2 separate regions of the Oryctolagus cuniculus genome follow, and region 1 is linked to region 2. A link is a contact called in public Hi-C data. All regions are on one chromosome and are shown on one strand. The core of a region is the stretch at or near the end of the contact, and the rest is flanking DNA. Distances in the headings are between cores, read along the strand shown. Region 1 overlaps DEPTOR (DEP domain containing MTOR interacting protein). Region 2 holds the start of DSCC1 (DNA replication and sister chromatid cohesion 1).

Region 1 (5,070 bases), core at 2,054-4,553, 37 kb before region 2:
AGAAGTAAAGAAACAAGACCAGATGGCTCAGAGAACTTGCTGAAGACACAGAGCAACTCCCACAGCAGTACTTGTTACCATGTCAGCACTGTCTTGGTAAGATCTGGGCAGTGCTCTCTGCCCCAATCCCCTTCACTTGCTCCTGTCCCTCTGTAACGAGGGGATTCTGTGTCCTGGCTCCTGATGTGGGCTAGGAAGGGAGTCAGTGAGGGACAAGGAGCTGAAGAATGACAACCCCCAAGCCATGGACACTGCCTTAATCCCATCACCTTTCATGCCAATAGACTCAGCACACCCAGTACCCATCATGCAGCTAAGCCTCACTTTACAACAGGCACCAGGCACCATTTGATCTTCACGGAGTCCACCGTGTGCATTTCAGCCCAACTCTTTATCCTATAAAAATGTTGACACCCCCCCCCCCCCGGCAACCCAGGCCTGGGTGGGCAATTCCTGAGTGTGTACTATTGAATAGTATTTCAATAAATCTTGCTTTTCTGTTTCTGTGTCTCCTGGTTGTATTCTTACACATGAGAAGACAAAAACCTGGACTGAGTCTAGCTGGGGGCCTCTTCAAACCCAGCTGGGATTCTCAACCCCCACAATATAATTCAGGGGTTCCTAGCCCCACAACACATCCTTCCACGAGCAGGAGTCTGTGCTTCACTTAGAACAGTGGGTCTTGTCGCTCCCCCTCTTCGTGGAGGAACGACACAGGACCCTGCGCTGTTCTTTCGTCTGCTCGGCCCTCCCCGGGTTTGCTGCTGGTTCTTCCCGGGTTGGCTACTATCCCTTCCACCTCCGTGGAAGGGCAGTTCCCCCTGGCCACATTCCCCACTTCCGCAGGGGAGCGGCACACCACCGGCCGGCTCTCTTGGGGGCTGCACAGGTGTTCCCTCAGATGTTCCCCTTAGATGTTCCTGGTGCATGCCGTCTCTCTCCTCCTTTATAGTCCTCCTCCGCCAATCCTAACTCGGCTGCCCACACGCCGAGTACGCTGCTCTCCTCCAATCAGGAGCAAGTCCTACAGCTTGTCAAGTTGGTGAGAGGCAGCTGGGTAGAAGCTGTTTTCTCCTCTCCCAGCGCCATATTGTGGGAGAGCAGATGCATAGAATAAGTCTTAATTCCAGTAACTTAGTCTAGTCCGAATTGTTCCCCACAGGTCTCAAGCTGGAGCACACTGTGCCCTCTTTTTACCCCTGGGCCCCAGACCTGACACAGGGCCAACCAATGGTGCTATTCAGGTGGCAGAAAGGGGCAGGGGGGAAGAAAGTCTAGTTTCCAGGTAGAACTAAAGAGTTCTGTTCGATTAGTGATCAACTTGCAAACTCCCTCATTCACTAGTCATCAGTCACCCTTAACAATCGCTGGGAAGACACAGCCCAGGTTTCAATCCAAACGATTTTATTATTCACTGTGTAACTCTGGGAAAAGCATTCGACTTTTTGTTATTTCAACTTTCTCATCTCTAAAAGGTGCTTGATAAAGTATGTCTAATAGGGTTATTGCAAGGATTAAATGAGAAGCTATGTAAAGTACTTACACAGTAAGCTCTAATAAATGTCACCTCTTGGGCTCTTATTATTATGCAATATATGTCAGTGTCAGATTTTGCCAGAAGCATAATTAAGAAGGCACTAACGATTCGTTTCAGTTAAACAAAACCAAAACCAAATGCAGTCCCGAATGAATTGGGATGGGCTGGCAACTATGAGACGGGCTGTTTCCTTTGGTTCAGAGATCAGGAAGAGGGCCCTACAGATGAAGGAGTCAGTTAAAGCATCAAGAACTCCAGGTGAGAGATGGAACGCTTGGCTGCTCCCTGAAAGCGTGCTGAGGCTTTGCTTCCGGGGAGGTTAGCTAGAAACATCTCACCTCCTACATGGTGTCCACTAAACAGGTAACCAGTACCCTGAATTTGCTGTAACTGGCAAGAACCCTCCCAATGTCACAATCCACACGTGGGGAAACTGAGAGGCGGAGAAGTTAGGTGAGGTTCCCTCTTCTCCTCTACTCCCCCCCCCCCCCCCACACACAGGGACTTAGACCTTGACTCCCTGACTGTTACCAGAATGGTTTGGAATGTTCCACAGCCCTCTGCAGGAACGCAGGCGGCTAATCTAGTGCTTTATCCAGCAGTAGCCTGCTGAGGAGAGAGCCGGCTGGACAGTGTTTGTGACAGCCTTGCAGGTCATTCCTGGCAACACCCAGTCTGGACTCACTCAGGAGGAAAGACACTGCCTTCCAAGCAGATCTTCAGTGCTGGAACTGCATACTTCTCCCCTGAGAAGAGACAGTCTCAAGACCAATTTTAGATGAAGAAATATATAAACAGAAAGATCACGTACAAAATAGCATTCAATGACTAAAACCCATCCAAAAAACTTTCCGAATGGACCTGGAAAAGGACACCAGGTGATCTGCAGACCAAGGCAGAGGTTACAGCCAGAGGAGGAGAGAGCTGTGATTGTCACAGAGCCTGCATCTCAGTTACCTGGAGGCCTTGGTAAGACAGGGAAAGGTGGGCCCCAGCTCCCACTTTCCTAGGTCTATAACAGCTCTGGAGTGGGCCCAAGACGTGTAACAAGTACTCAGGTGACACTGATGCTGCTAATTCCAACCCCACTTTGCAAAGCCCTGGGTTAGAAGCAAACAGAGCCCACAATGTGTGTTAAGGAATGAAAGGAAGAAGTGAAAGTGAGCCATTAAGAGACCCAGGATCAAGCAGATCTATGCTAGCCAGGATGTGGGTGCCCTACTGACATGTTTCCAGGTACAGCACTGGCTGCCCTCCTCCCCTTAGGCAATCAGGAACCAGTGTGTCTAATGCCTATTCCTTGCAAAAACCAACCACAGCTGAGCCGTGAACTGACTCCAGGGCCAATCTTACAGTGTGATTTTAGGACCCCTCCTTCCTTTAAATGTTATCTCCTCCCTAACTGCTTGTTCATGTCCACGCCCATCTGAGCAGGGGCTTGCCTCTCCCTTTCAATAAACAGCCACAAAAAGTGTGTGGGTTCTGTTTAAAATCAGTTCTTTGAGGAACAAAGGACAAACTCACTCACATAAGACTGTGATCAGTTAATTAGCTAGCAGAATTGATGGCATTAATTTGGTTCCTATTTCTATGGGGAGCAAATGTAAGGTAGGAAAGTTCCCAGTCCGGGAGGGAGGAGGAGGAACTTGTCCCATTGGTGGGGAAGGATGCACACAAGGGGAAGCTGACTTCACAGTGTGCAACAGAAGCCAGGTACTGCCCGTCTCCCAGAGGAGAGGAGACACCCAAGCTGTCACTCTGCAGAGTGTGGCTCTGTCTCTAGGCAAAGTGACCTAGGGGAGGTCTCTTACCCAGTTAGGACCTCAGCTTCCTGATCTTGAGAATGAGGAAGCTGACCAGATTGATCTTTAAAATCTCTCTCAGTTCTAACTTCTCTGTTTTCACAGACACCCTGATGAGCCTCCAGGGTAAATCCTCACTTACAAGATCAAAATAGAACAGACCGTTTTCGGCACATTTTGTACTGAAAGGATCTACCACAAACCACAAGGTCAGGGAGCACAAATAGCAAATTTCATTTCCTTTGGGCTTCCAAACAAGGATGAACACATTAAAGCGAATCTTGTACTAAGCATGGTTTACAAACACCATCTAGGGTTACAATCGTCTATTTTCAGCTCACAGGACAGATTTCTGAAGCTGCCAAAGTGCCACGGGCTTGAGGGGCAGCATGACCATAACATGAAAATAGACAAGGTCTCTTGGGCCTTAAAAATAATTTCAAACAGAAGTGTTATTGGGGACATCTACAGCTATGGTGGAGGCTACTTGAAGAGCATTTCCCAACCAACACACACTTATTGATCCCAATTGCATAGCAGGCACAGCTTAAACAACTGCTCATGGTGGATGAGTTCCTGTGGTTCAAGAGCCACTTAATAGAAACGGGTGTTGTTTCTTCCAAATGAAAATGCTATATTCTATTCATATAGGATTGTGTGTGGATACATACATGCACACACACATACACACACATATACACATACCAGTCCATGTCTCTATAATACACTGTAATTGAATCTACCCAACATTTCCTTTCCTTCTATTTCCTCTGTTGGTCAAATATGCCACTTCCACGTATGCTTCTGTCTCTACATTCACACTATCCCCTTTTCAGGATATGTCCTCCCTCACTTCCTACCTAGCCACCAAATTCTAGCTATCCTAACCTTTCTTCCATGACATCTTCCCTCATCTAGCCAGACAGGATCTAGTTCCCTTGCCTCTTGATTTGTTTTCTATGATGCTCATATATACCCATTAAAATTTATCTTGACTTTATTCTTATTCACATTAATTTTCTCTTCTCAACTGCACTACAAAGTCTATGAGTAAAAAAAAAAAACAAAACAAAAAAAAAAAAAACCTGCCATTCTTCTTTCATCTTCAAAGTGTCTGGGTCAGAGTTAAAGGTGAAGGCAAGGTTTGGGGTTTTCGTTTGTGCTTGAAGCTAGACAGGAAGAATCCACAGGAAGCACCAAATGCAAAACTCGGGTCTTTAGTGTTAGGCCCTTTGGTAGCAGCTTATTCATCCAAGTTGAACAGGACCCACAGCACTGCAAAGTGTTCTGCCACAGCCGCTCTAGGCATTGGCGAGAGTATCTGGACCGCCTCCATGGCTCTTTGGTTCCTGTCCTTCCATCAGGAAGAGTCTCACCTTCTTCACAGAGTATGCAGAAGCAGGGGATCGAAGCCAGACCTGGACAAGGTGTGGCTCAGGCTGGTGGACAAGCCCTCCAAGAGTGAACTGACACTTCAGCCAAGGAGTCAGACCAGGAGCCTGGAGGGAAATTGGTAGAAGGCAACACTGGTCAGCCCCAAGAACAGGAGCCAAAACTGAAGGTAACTTGTCTTGTGTTTACTTGAGTTCTGCAAGTGTCAGGTAGAGGACTGAAATTAGCCTATGTGTGTGAAAGTGGCACCAAGGGAAGGCCTATAGCAGCCTCAGAAGCATTCCTGGGAAGCAGCCCAGTATTCTGCATTACAAAGTCCTTCCCATACCTCAGTAACTT
Region 2 (5,439 bases), core at 2,145-4,644:
AAGTCACACATGCTGGTGCAGGGATCAATATTACTGATTAATTCCAGCAACCATTGGTAGATCGCTCACTAATCCAGGAAGCCAAGAGGCAGATTCTCAGGCACCCTGTGAAATACTTGTCTCCACTGCCATTTTACAGGTGAGGAAACAGTCTCAGAGAAGTGAATTCACTTGTCCAAAGTCAAGTGCAATTGTCGATATGTTGGTTATTACACATATGTATGTTCTAAGCACCAACCTGTACTCGTCCAGTCTTCAAAGCACAATGAGGTAAGTTCCATTATTAACCACTATTCTTTTTTTTTAAAGATTTTACTTATTCATTTGATTGGTAGAGTTACCGAGAGCAGGTGAGATAAAGAGAAAGGTCTTCAAACCACTGGCTCACTCCCCAAATGGCCTCAATGGCAGGAGCTGGGCCTATCCGAAGCCAGGAGCTTTTTCCAGGTCTCTGAAGAGCGTGCAGGAGCCCAAGCATTTGGGCGACTTCTACTGTTTTCTCAGGTCATATCAGAGAGCTGGATCAGAAGAGGAGCAGCTGGGACTCGAACCGGCATCCACATGGGATACCAGTGGTGCAGGTAGAGGCTTAGTCTACTATGCCACAGTGCCAGCCCCTACCCACCCCACTATTCTTAATTCAACAACTTGCCCAAGGTCCCACTCTAGTGAGGAGCAAAGTGGGGATCCACTTCCCAAAACAATGTAATGCTGACACTTGGCTGCTGTGGCTGAGCAGGAACTAATCCCAGGTTTACTTTCTGAGTAAAATAGCCTTCCAGCTTTTTCCAATATGGGCTTCAAACCTCTCACCGTCCAGAGAGCTACAAGCAGAGAGGGGAGTGCAAGTGTTCTGGGCCCCTGAAGACAGGCCATTTAAGCTGCACCTTGAAGGAGAACTTGCTTGCTGGGCAAACAGAGCTACCTCACAATTTGGTACTTGTAAAGGAAGTAAAACAGAAGTAACCCTATCCAATGGAGGCCTTGCAAAAGGTTGATACAGTAAGGAAGAGCAAAGAAACTATTAAAAAGAAAGTGTTTCAGGGCAGGTATTTGGCCTAGTGCTTCAGACACCTGCATCTCAGATACATCCAAGGTCTGGGTTCAAGGACCAGCTCCACCCCCTATATTCCAGCGTCTCACTAATGCACACCCTGGCAGGCTGCAGGTGACGGCTCAAGTAGCTGGGTCTCTGCCACCCACGTGGGAAGCCTGGATTGGTTTCAGCCTGGCCTAGCCCCAGACACTGCAGGTATCTGGGGAGTGAACCAATGGAGGGGGACTTCCTCCTTCTATCCCTGTTTCTCTGCCTGTAGAATTAATTAAAATATTTCAAATTAAATCAGGAAAGTTTTATTTTAATTTTTAAATTAGGAAATGCTCTTGATGAAAGAAAACAAGTTCCCAATTCCCTTTCATTCTGACCACACATTTAAAAAACTAACAAGGGGGCCGGCGCCGTGGCTCAATAGGCTAATCCTCCGCCTTGCGGCGCCGGCACACCGGGTTCTAGTCCCGGTCGGGGCGCCGGATTCTGTCCCGGTTGCCCCTCTTCCAGGCCAGCTCTCTGCTTGGCCAGGGAGTGCAGTGGAGGATGGCCCAGGTGCTTGGGCCCTGCACCCCATGGGAGACCAGGAAAAGCACCTGGCTCCTGGCTCCTGCCATCGGATCAGCGCGGTGCGCCGGCTGCAGCGGCGGCCATTGGAGGGTGAACCAACGGCAAAAGGAAGACCTTTCTCTCTCTGTCTCTCTCTCTCACTGTCCACTCTGCCTGTCAAAAAAAAAAAAAAAAAAAAAAAAAAAAAAAAAAAAACAACTAACAAGGAATAGAAATGCGCCATTTGCCTTTTTGTAGCGTTAAACTCAATGAATTTTGAGTTCCAATGTTTACTTCCTCAAAGTTACTGCAGCAAGCTGGGTGGTTATGGATCCTGCAGGGCCCTTTGCAAGATTCTCCTTCAGGTCCGGGAACACTGCCATAGCAGAAACCAGAAATGGACTGGGAAAGTTCAAGCCAGGAACTAGAAGGAACTGGGGCGTATGTGTTCTGGCAGGACTAGGGGCCCGCATGCAACTTTTTAGCTAAAGCACTGCGAATCTGGATTTTTTTTTTCCCTTTCTTGGTAAATTGATTTATGACCACACGAAGGGCAGCTGTGGAACCAGCCAGACCATAAGCAAAATCCTTAAACATACGGCCAAGCAGAATGACCAGAAAGGGCCGCGGATGGCATGGGGGGAATCTGAGGGGTATTGCACGCCGAGACCTGGCAAGTCTTCAGGCTGGCGACCCAGAGCCACCACGGACTCCACTGCCCCAGTGCCTGAAACGCGCGCGCTGGGGAGTCGGCACCGCAGCGGGGCAACCGGACAAGGGGCCTCCACGCCCCCTTGCGGCCCCACAGGACGCGCCAACTGGGTGACAGGAACAGGGTTCCAGAACTGTTCTCCGACTGCAGCCCCAGCCCTCGACCTAAGGCAGGCGTGGTGATCGGCCCCATTTCACAGGTGAAGCAACCAAGACTCAGGGCAGAGAAGGAGAACGTGCCGGCGAGACGAGAAACCGGAATGAAGCGGACCAGTGGAGTACAGAGGCTGGGTTCGGCTCGCGGCCCCGCACCGACCGCCCTTGCGCCCTGGGCAGACTCGGCGCAGGCTGTCAGCCCAAAGGCTCCGCAGCACCCAGGTGCCTGGCAAAGGACAGCGCGCGGCGCGTGGCGGCGAGGCTGCCCCGCGTGGGACTGCAGCAGCCGGGCTAGGGCGCCGCGCGCACCATTCGCTCCCCGCGTCAGCCCCCTCCGCAGCCCCACGCTAGTCGCGAGTCCGCAGGACTGCAGCAGCCCGGCGCGGGCGCAGCGCGGACCGTCCACGCGCCCGGGCGTCCGGCGCCCCGCGCGAGCCGCGCGAGCCACGAGCCCCGGCGCGCGTGCGCTCGGGTCTGCAGCGGGCACGGGCTGGCAATGCCACCGCGAGCCCACGGGCTCTGCCCTCGCCTTACCGTAGCTGCTCCCCGGTGACCAGGACCTCAGCCATGCGCTCCAGCTCCCTTTGCTGCACCCCGCCACTCCCGCTGGTGCTGCTGTCGCTGCCAGCGCTGCCAGCGCTGCTAGCGCTGCCGCCCCCCTCCATGCTCCGGGCCGCGCCGCTTCCACTGCTAAGGCTGTCCGGCGTGGGCTCTGCTGATCGGATCAGTTTGCCCTCACGGAGGCCTTGCCCGCCATCTTTGTTCGGGGCAGAACCGTTGCTCAGACGGGATTGGCTGGAGAGGGAATCCCAGTGGGTAGGCTCAGGCGCCCGGCGAGTCCAGCCCCTGGAACTCCAGTTTGGGGGCGTGTCCAGAACCCCGCGTGGTCCGGGGGCGGGGCCGAAGGAGGAAAATATAAACATCTGGGCGGGGCGCTGCTTGTGAGCTGTGGGTGCAGGTGGAGGTTGCTTCACGTGAGCCCCCTTTTCTTTATCCACGAAGCTCGTGCCGTGGAAACCTGAGGACAAGCCGGGAAGCTACTAAGCAAGGGTGCAGGCGATCCTGTTTTCCTTTCCATACCAGTTGCTACCGAGTAAAAAGAGTAACAGCATGCATATTCCCAGTGACCGGGGAAGGTAGGATGTGTGTGTCGCTGCAGGGCATGGAGGGATTGAACATTCTCGTGCCAACCCGCTTCACCAAAGCGGACTTTCCTTACAGGTGTACTTGATAAAGAACTCTGGGAATCATACAGACCTGAGTTCCAGTCCACTTCTCTAATCTCCTACTGAGCGTGCTTTATTTCTTGATTACAAAATCAAAATAATTGTGGCTACCACCTGTTGACACCTGCTGCAATAGAATGCATCAGACCCGTCGTTGCCTTGTTTAATCATTGGGAAAAGTCACAAACTGACTAGACGTGGATGTTCGTGTTAACTCAGCTGCGGCAGGTGAGGTCGCCTGTCTAGGGTAAACGGGTAATAAGGGCCATTTTAGCTTCAGAATCGTGTTAAAACGCTGCCTCTTAAAAGGGTCTATAATGGTATTGTCCACCTTTAAGAAAGCATGGAAGGAACTGTGCCTAGTGCCAAATAAATGTGCTGTATTTCTATTTCAGGCAGATTCCAAGCCTGGGCAGGAAGGCCAGCTGTTCATGTTGAGGTAGTGAAGAGCTATCTGTGCATTGACATTTTATGCAGCTTGTGGCAGTTTTTGCATATATGAAAGCCTCAGTACCCTAACTACAGATTAGTGTGAAGCTATTTTGAAAAAACAATGCATAATCCCTCAATTGCAGCTATGTAGGCGTTTACAGAATAAACATGAAGGTAAAAGGAATGATGAAAACAATTTTCTGTGCATATTCTGTACCAATTTTGCTATTTAAGACTATACTATCTTGCAGGTTTGCTATGCTGCACTACTCTTTTCTCATTGTTTTCAAGGAAGATCATGCTAGCCTTTTCCAATATTCAACAAAACTATCCTTCAACTTAAAATTCTTGGTAATTTCTTGAGTATTCTGTGCTTTACATGATGCTGAACCTTTGGCTTATATTGTTTGGTTTGGCCTGTTAGTATTTTTGTGTCCAAGCTACGAGTGAGAAAACATAAGGATAAAAAGGTGAGATGCCTTAATTTCACACCCAGAAAGCCAGGCAGGCCTTGCATCCTGGTTCTCAGATCCCCAGGGCCTGCTTAGCCACATTTCAGAAAGAGAACAGTTGTCCAACTCTCTCGTATGTTCAGCAGTTGTATTAGAGTTTGCCAGAAGAAATGGTCTGCTCCTTAACCTTTTTTAAATTGACCACGTTGGAAATGTTGACCAAAAGAGACTTACTTCCGGGTGAATGTGATTCTAAGAGTCTCATTCTACGTAAAAGATAGCAATCATTCCTCAGAAGTGGAAGTCACAGAGCCTGTTGTTCATGTTTTAATTCTATAATATAGAATGGGAAATAGGAACCTGTTTGCTTATTATATTGTCTTAACCTTTCGCTTGACATATGAGACACACTGTGATCCACTGGGTAGGAAGACCAACCCTTCTTCTCAATTTCAGGAAGGACAGGTGAACTGACTCCTTGAGGTCATGTTGGCACCAGTGCTGTGACAAGGGAGCCCTGAGCCCCGGAGCAATGGATCCCAATATAAGTTGTGACCCATGGATATTGAAAGCAAAGAGAAGGGCACAGTACAATTAATCTAGCATGAAGATTTTAGAAGAACCTGAGAATTCTGACCACAGTTTCATTCCCAGCTCCATTTGAAAAAGTTCATAACCACTATTGAATTTTCTGCCGCCCTCCCCCCCTTTTTTTTTTATAAATATCATACTATGAATCCCATTGGGTTGTTGAGGAGCTTAATTAAAAATGAATGGTTGGCCGGCACCGCGGCTCACTAGGCTAATCCTCTGCCTGCAGCACCGGCACCACAGGTTCTAGTCCCGGTTGGGGCGCCGGATTCTG

Evidence for each region. Hi-C and Micro-C count contacts between places; a contact is called where the count stands out from the background.
Region 1: a contact with region 2 is called in a Hi-C map of an unstated tissue, with 2.8 times the contacts expected there. The contact joins the enhancer-like site here to the promoter of DSCC1 in region 2. A contact is called at or near these places in 2 of 6 Hi-C or Micro-C datasets (psoas muscle and an unstated tissue).

What each region holds. Positions count from the first base shown.
Region 1 is chr6:145,673,809-145,678,878 of mOryCun1.1, reverse strand. All of the region lies in intron 1 of DEPTOR (DEP domain containing MTOR interacting protein), which reads right to left. Among named protein-coding and RNA genes, the nearest start is that of DSCC1, 38 kb to the right of the region's middle. Within about 2 kb of position 3,303, at least 1 of the 8 cell types and tissues checked has an H3K27ac peak or open chromatin away from gene starts, as enhancers often do.
Region 2 is chr6:145,636,658-145,642,096 of mOryCun1.1, reverse strand. DSCC1 (DNA replication and sister chromatid cohesion 1) reads left to right here and starts at 3,394. Exons shown (of 11, transcript XM_008255860.4): 1 at 3,394-3,600; 2 at 3,686-3,918. It overlaps DEPTOR (DEP domain containing MTOR interacting protein), which reads right to left and starts at 3,458. Exons shown (of 9, transcript XM_002710752.5): 1 at 2,999-3,458. The coding sequence starts at 3,387.